Linked DNA regions of Mus musculus: region 2 is linked to region 1. A link is a contact called in public HiChIP or PLAC-seq data. All regions are on one chromosome and are shown on one strand. Each heading gives the region's core, a stretch centred on a gene start, on an enhancer-like site or on the middle of the called end of the contact. The rest is flanking DNA. Distances are from core to core; before and after follow the strand shown.

The links. HiChIP or PLAC-seq counts read pairs in DNA pulled down with a chosen protein or histone mark.
Region 2: a BATF HiChIP or PLAC-seq map of CD8 T cells shows a contact between it and region 1, with 6 read pairs. The contact joins the enhancer-like site here to the promoter of Dhrs9 in region 1. A contact is called at or near these places in 4 of 39 promoter capture datasets (the 3T3-L1 cell line, 3T3-L1-derived adipocytes, the SN4741 cell line and 1 more), 3 of 484 Hi-C or Micro-C datasets (muscle stem cells, nephron progenitors and reprogramming fibroblasts), 2 of 115 datasets of contacts at active chromatin or transcription factors (CD8 T cells and fibro-adipogenic progenitors) and 2 of 9 other capture datasets (adipose tissue and liver).

The regions. Positions count from the first base shown.
Region 1 is chr2:69,378,527-69,382,181 of GRCm38.p6, reverse strand. Dhrs9 (dehydrogenase/reductase (SDR family) member 9) reads right to left here and starts at 1,720. Exons shown (of 5, transcript NM_175512.2): 1 at 1,551-1,720. It overlaps Gm36393 (a long non-coding RNA gene), which reads left to right. Exons shown (of 6, transcript XR_003953850.1): 5 at 1-1,730; 6 at 3,160-3,331.
Region 2 is chr2:69,321,117-69,324,771 of GRCm38.p6, reverse strand. It overlaps Abcb11 (ATP-binding cassette, sub-family B (MDR/TAP), member 11), which reads left to right. Exons shown (of 28, transcript NM_021022.3): 5 at 702-940. Among named protein-coding and RNA genes, the nearest start is that of Abcb11, 20 kb to the left of the region's middle. Within about 2 kb of position 1,596, at least 26 of the 459 cell types and tissues checked have an H3K27ac peak or open chromatin away from gene starts, as enhancers often do. A contact at or near this core is called in CD8 T cells, where this site is marked.

The sequences.
Region 1 (3,655 bases), core at 471-2,970:
GAGCCAAGGACCCCAACACAAAATATGTTTGCAGGAAACAGCAATTGTTCTGTTGTGAATCTGGTGAAAAGCATATTAGCCGTGGTGATGACATAGCCAAGGTGAGATGGTACTCGGCATCCTGGAATGGTGAGTTCCCTCCCAGAACAGGAAGAAGAGACGTTTCCTTAGTTACATTTCACCAGAGTCCCTGCGGAAGGGCACAGCTCCACGCCCAGTGGGTGGTGGGAGAAGTTCTCAACTGTGCTTCCTCTGCAGCTCCAGCAGGGGCTGTCCTGCCTCACCAGAGGGACAAACACGTCTAAGGAGAACACTCTTAAATTAAAGCAATTTACCAGAGCATCTTTGCGAATGAATATTAATCTCCTAAAGTCCTTTTGGGTTTATTGTTTTGTCTGTGTGCCTTCTGACGGTAATGGCACATTAGGAGTCACTCTTAAATCTATGACCACAAAATACTAACTGCTAGCTGGAAGGGATTTCATGCAGAATGCTATTATAACGTATGGTCCCAAAGGAAGTTTAGAATTGAGTATATGTGTGTATCACTCCAGTGAGCATACTCAAATCTCTCACTGTCTTTTAACCACAGTTAGCTTTGCTCCAGAGGAAAATGTTAGTGTTTTTAAATTATATCCCTTGAGAATATGACATTTGTCACAAGGGTCTTGTCTCTTGCAATGTATGAAGTAACAAGTTTTCCTTGTATAAAGGTTTAGTCTAAAACTTGGACACCATTTTCAAATGTGAAAATATCCAGCACAAAAAATGAAAGAACTTTCCATTCTTACATCATGCCTCATCTAGCCAAGGGTATTTCAGAGCATTTAATATGTGCCAGGTGACACTAAGATATATAAAACCCGGACCCTAGCTTTGGGCCAAGAGTGTCACAAGGCTTTACAGAATTATTGCCCCCACCAGCTGAAACCCTAGTGTGTGCATGAGCATCTGAAATATCAAGTCACTTTATCATAAAATGTGGATTTTTTTTTCTTTCTGACAGCTCAGAACCCTGGGCCAGCATGCTCCTTAGAAATACTTTTCTTCATCCCCAACATTGTTTTTCTTTTCTAGTTTAGTGTTCATCTACATGTGTTTACAGAAACTGATAATACTGGGAAAGTAGGTGGAGAAACAGATTAGTCCGCACTTGGTGGTTATGGGTCCACCCCCAGGCACTCTTTAACATGTCCACAACTCTTGGAAAGCTGAGGTCACCAATTTCTCATTAGTCTTCAAAGCCACAGAAGATGCCAAATAGGAATTGAGTGATGAGGGAGGGAGGGAGGGAGAGAGACAGAGAGGTATTTGGTTGTGACTGCAGGATGCTACAGGATAGTCACAGAGCCCTGTCCTAGGAGAGTTTCAGTCAAGTTCCTGGGCCGCCCAGATCATTTCTGTATGAGATGGACTTTGCTCCCATCCTTCTCAAACTGTTAAAGAAGCACAGTTGACCTCAGCTGAAAGACAACTTGGTTTGTTCTATAGGAACACGGAAAATCAAGGACATGAGTGAAGGGACAAACGATCGGACAGTCATCGGTTACCTCGCTGAAGATGACTCGCAGTGCAGAAGCTGAGGGCGACTTGCTCCGCTGCTGCAGATTGTCACCTTCCTGCTGTGGTCCAGGGGAAGGAAGTGCAGCTCCGTCAAGCTGATCCTCTCAAGGTGCCTGCGGTCTGCGGAGCTCTGAGACCTGCATGTGTGAAGACTTCCACTTCTCTCAGTGAGTCACACCTATTGCAACACCAAGTGGTGACTAAGTCTCTCCTCCGTGGATGGAGGGCGGGGAGATTGTAGGTCACAGGTTTCCAAAGGAATCGTCAGTGCTTTTTATAAATTAAGTGTGGCTAGCTAGAGAAAACTACTCATGCTATCTTGACCAAAGGAGGAGGCTGAAATCAAGTAACTAAGAAGCTTTTTTAAAAAAAAATTATTTTGTATCTTTTGTAAATCTCCTGGTGCAAGGAACTGATCATTTCACTGAAAAACAAACAAACAAACAAACAAACAAACAAACAATTTTTATGAGCAAGAAGATCAACATAATAAATGACCAAATATGGTTTGGGAATGATTTGTGGTTTCTTTTCCTAATTTGTGTTTTAAGGTATGACAAAACATCTAGAAAATGTCTCTGGAAGTGAAAACGAGAAAGGACTGCCCCCTCACCTCCAGCTGGCCTTTTCCAGAGCTGCTTCCAGCAGACCTGGCATTGCTTGGTGCCAGCTGAAGCTGTAAGGGGTGGGGGATGAGATGCCACCCACCTTCCCTGCAGCTTGCCAACTCCCCCCCCCCCCCAGCCTCTCCTACTCATGATAGTACAGGCAAGCCAACAGTGCACTGAAGTTTTACTTCTAATTTCAAGCTGTATTCTTCTGCTTCCACCTCTGCTCTGTTCCTTCTTGAAGAGTAGTTACTATTTCCTCCTCAGAGCAAGCAAATGAAAGAGCCCATCCCTCTACCGGAGTCTAGACAGGGCTACTGCTTTTTAAATTAGGTAGGTGTGGTTCCTAGTTCCTCCACAACGACAAAAGACTAGTTTATCCAGAAAAATATTTGGGGTACCTGATATATGCAAAATATACTTTCCCCCTTTAATAACGCTCAATACAGAGTACAGGCACAAACTTGTGGCCTCAGAGAAAAACCTCATGGATTGAAATCCATATGAAGACAGCTATGGTAATTAATCCTCCTTATAAGCAGGCTATTATTTCTGAGAGGTGGAGAGAGCCTCAGGCACCTGGGTGGTCCTGGAGGACTGAAGGGAAAGGCCAAAGAAAAGGTTACACCTTTTGCAAGCTCTACTCAATAATCTCACTCAGTGCCGCTCTGTTTTTAAAAATTCCCCAAATGGACTTAAAAAAAATGAAATGTCGAGCCTGATTTGCATGCTATGGTTGGGAATTCTTGCCCTCTACTTGGCGTGGTCTCTCAGTACTGTTGATAAAACTGAAAGGTTCAGTGTCTAGGCATGTGGGGTAGAGGTGGGGGTGGGGTTAAAACAACCCCTTCCTCAGCTTGTCAGCTGGGTATTGACAAAGGTGTTCACGAATGGAATCATTTGTTAGCAGCCCTGTCTCCAGGCTGAAATCGCAGCCATGTTCAAAGTTACATACTGAGTTCTGCTTCGTTTTGCTCTGTCCCTTTAGGATGTCAGCTGTGAGGGCCAGTGAGACGGTAATCATTCACCATCAGAGGGTAAAAGATGCCGCCTCGAAAACGTGACAGACCAACTTCAATCTGCAAGATCTCCTCATGGTAGAAGGAGAGAATTGGTTCCTGAAAGTTGTCCTCTGACCACATGTGCATTGTGGTGTGTGTGTGTGTGTGTGTGTGTGTGTGTGTGTGTGTGTGTGTAACACAAATAGACACACAAACAAAAGAAAGAAAGAAAGAAAGACAGAAAGAAAGAAGAAGCTCCACCCCCTTTGTTTTTCACAAGTGAAAGAATGTTACCTTTGAAATCGATACTTTGAGCAGGCGTGGTGGCGCACGCCTTTAATCCCAGCACTCGGGAGGCAGAGGCAGGCAGATTTCTGAGTTCCAGGCCAGCCTGGTCTACAAAGTGAGTTCCAGGACAGCCAGGGCTATACAGAGAAACCCTGTCTGGAAAAACAAAACAAAACAAAAAACAAACCAAGAAAA
Region 2 (3,655 bases), core at 347-2,846, 57 kb after region 1:
CTTTCTTTCTTTCTTTCTTTCTTTCTTTCTTTCTTTCTTTCTTTCTTTCTTTCTTTCCTTCCTTCCTCCCTCCCTCCCTCCCTCCCTCCCTCCCTCTCTCCCTCCCTCCCTCCCTCCCTCTCTCTCTCTCTCTCTCTCTCTCTCTTTATTTCTTTCTCTCTTTCTCCAAAATAGTGTTTTTCTGTAGCCTTGCCTGCCCTGGAATTTGCTCTGTAGACTAGGCTGGCCTCCAACTCAGAGATCTGCCTGCCTCTGGCTCCGGAGTGCTGGGATTAAAGGGGTGTGCCACCACCGTTTAGGATGGAGCATTTTTAAGCAACAATTTGCCTGTTGTCCGGATGGGTTCTCAGAGCTGAGAGGCAACTTCCTGCGCTGTTAAATGTTCACTCAGTATGTCTACCTGGTAATGGCATCTGTGATGAAGACTTGGAAGGTAGTAAAGTCAGCTCCTGGTCTGAGGAGAAGAGGCTCAAAGATTTGGGCGTAATATAAGGATCTGATGTTTTAGACAATTGATAGCTAGTACTTTTACATAATTAGTGTGAAGACAACTGCTCAGAGATGACCCCCACAAGCACCTGGTGTTGAATGTTGTTTAACAGAATAGAGGTGAAATTAAATAGCCCTCCTGCCCATCCCCCCACCCCATCTCCCATGTGCTTTTTACATATAGATAATCTCTGAACCCTTTGTTTTTCAAGTTTCGATTTTCTTCATCAAAAGACAACTGGCTGATGTTTATGGGAAGTGTGTGCGCATTGCTCCATGGAATGGCCCAGCCAGGCATGATTATTGTGTTTGGTATACTGACAGATATTTTTGTTGAATATGACATTGAAAGACAAGAACTCAGTATTCCAGAAAAAGTGTGTATGAATAACACCATTGTATGGATCAACAGCTCCTTCAACCAGAACATGACAAACGGAACAAGCTGTGGGTAAGCTACTTTTCTTTTTTGTTACACCTTAAATTATAATTCAAAACATCCAAAGACAATACCGACTGAGTTGGAAGTGGCATTTAGTACAGAAGAATAGAAAAACAAACTTACCCATATTGATAAAATTCTTTAACTTTGTAGCTATTTCCATCCTTCCAGGTTTCAAAGCATCAACAGACCTTGCTAATCAAATACCTACATCAACAATTGACTACTTGGCTCACTAAAAGTCCACACATGACAATATCCATACTTACGACCACTAAGAAGATAATTGAATTTCACTTGAGTCTCCTGGACAAAAGCTCCTTTCTGCTCACCACCCCTGCCTTTTTTTTTCTTTTTTCTTTTTACCCCTTGGCTTTGTTTTCTGTCCATGTGTTTCATGAGCATGCTATATTAGAGGAATATGAATCAATAGTTCTAGCGAATAGTTAGTTAAGTTTTCATCAAGAGGGCTGCACCTATGACAAAGAAGGTAGCCCTGAAGAACTAGGCAGAACATTATGGAAATCAGACAAGGTCGGTCACTGTGCCAGAGTTGTCTCTGTGACACGCCCAACAGCCCACTTTGTAATCACTGAGTCTGTAGTACATGTGGGCTGACTCACTGTTGTGGCTCTGACTTTGTACCTGCCTAATGCTGCTTTGGATACAGGACCAAGTTCATTGGTATGTATGAGTCCCTGTGCTCGGGTTCATGACTCAAAGGCAGAGCATATCCTGCCTAGAAAGACACTTGGATGGCTTTCTCAAATACATCTTTATTTTTCATATTAATTACTGAAATGTGGACAGGGTTGGTTTAAACTGGGTCTTTCTAAATCATTAAAATTTTTCCATAATATCATCTACTTTGAGGATTTTTCACTGCTTCAATCAAAAAAATTTGAATGTCAACTAAGTAACATGAATGTGTAGAAGCATCAGGGAAGGACACACTGTCCTATGAGTCACATCCTTATTTTGTAGAACTTTGGTTAGTCACTCAGACTGTCATTCACTCAATGGTCTTTTATAAAATATTAGTTACAAACTAGTGAGTGCTGGGTGATGAGAAAACATAAAATTCTATGTAATACACAAAGTTATCCTTTAAAATGAATAAGCAGAGACTGGAGAGATCCTTTAGTGGGTGCAGGGCTCACAAATGTAAGATCCCCGGCACCCACATAAAATGAAGAATGACAGAGCCTGCATCTGTGACTGAGCCTGCATCTGTGACTCCAGAGCTAACGGAGAGGGCAAGAAGAGACAAGAAAGTTTCCAAAGCTTGGTGGCCAGTCAGCCTAGTCAATCCTTTCAATCCTTTAGCTAGAGGAGTAGTGAGAGACCTTGTCTCAAAAATTAAGGTGAAAATATACGTGCTCATCTCTTACATACATGCATATGTGTGTATCTATACATATATACATATATATGTATATATTTGCACGTACCACACATACACATTTTTAAAAGTAAATTTAAAAATTAGCAAGCCAGATTATTGGAAATAAATGTGCTGGCATTTGAATTTGTATGTTTCTCTAAGTTTACAAGGATATTTTCTTCTGAGAGACTCTGCATTTCCTATGACGAGACTGATTTCAATGAGCCCTTTAGAGCTCTTCATTTCTGTTGGAGGGCAGAAATGAACTACTTTTCTGAGTGTGATATCACCAGAGCCACTGGTAACACTGGGCCATTAAATCATGAAGATAAAAGTTAGAGAGGTCATACTGGGAGACATTTCCAGGGTCTTAGCCACCTGTAGACATTTGTTAGATGAATCGAAGAATGAATCTAGCTTTGGTGTTTCCATCACCTTGATAAGCAAAGAATCCCCTGTTGCTACTACCACTCATTGGCTCATTCTTCCTGGGCCTTATACCTGGAACTGAATAAACATTGCAAACTGAAGCTCTCAGAAGAACAATGGCCTCCGCTGAGTTCACAGGACACAAATATTTAAGTGAGCTTTTGGTAAAGTACAATAAGTAGATGAAGCATTCAAAATGGTCGTTTGTCTTCCTCATTTAAAGTATGAGTAAGCTGAAATGGATTAGGGCATACCTTTCTTAGATTATCCCTTTACCAGGAACTTGTTGACAAGGTAAATACTTTCATGATGTGTTATGGTAGCCACAGCTGTGCGTACTGTTATTTATTCCTTTATCTTTTGTGGGGTGAGATCATTGTGAACGTGGAGTTGGGTGGATCCCAGCAACAGGGAGAGAACATTTCTCATGTGTCCATGGTTAAAATACCTCCCGAGTTACCCAACACTTTCAAGATCCTTTCTTGGAAAAGCTTATTGTTAAGGATACAATATTGTTACCTAGGATGATAGATGAGTTGATCTGTAAGACAAGCCAATAACTTAGTGACGTATGTGTGCAAGCTGTGGCAGGAGATGTTTGTGTGCTTTTACTATATCATATTTCATATGTCTTTAAGCTGTTGGGTGGATGGTAGAGATAAACTTTTAGACATAGTTCTTAGTCAGTTCTTTCGGGCAGTTCATTTGGTTCTTTGCAATTTCTGGTATATTCTTTTGGCCACATAGACTGTAGTTCAGTTTGGAAGGCACTACACACACACACACACACACACAAACACACATGATTGTGAATATTGGATAATACAAACCTTTGCAGTCCTGTGAGAGCAGACCACACCACCACTGGAGAACTGTTTTCTCAGCTGCCCCCCATGTGGACACCCCTCATA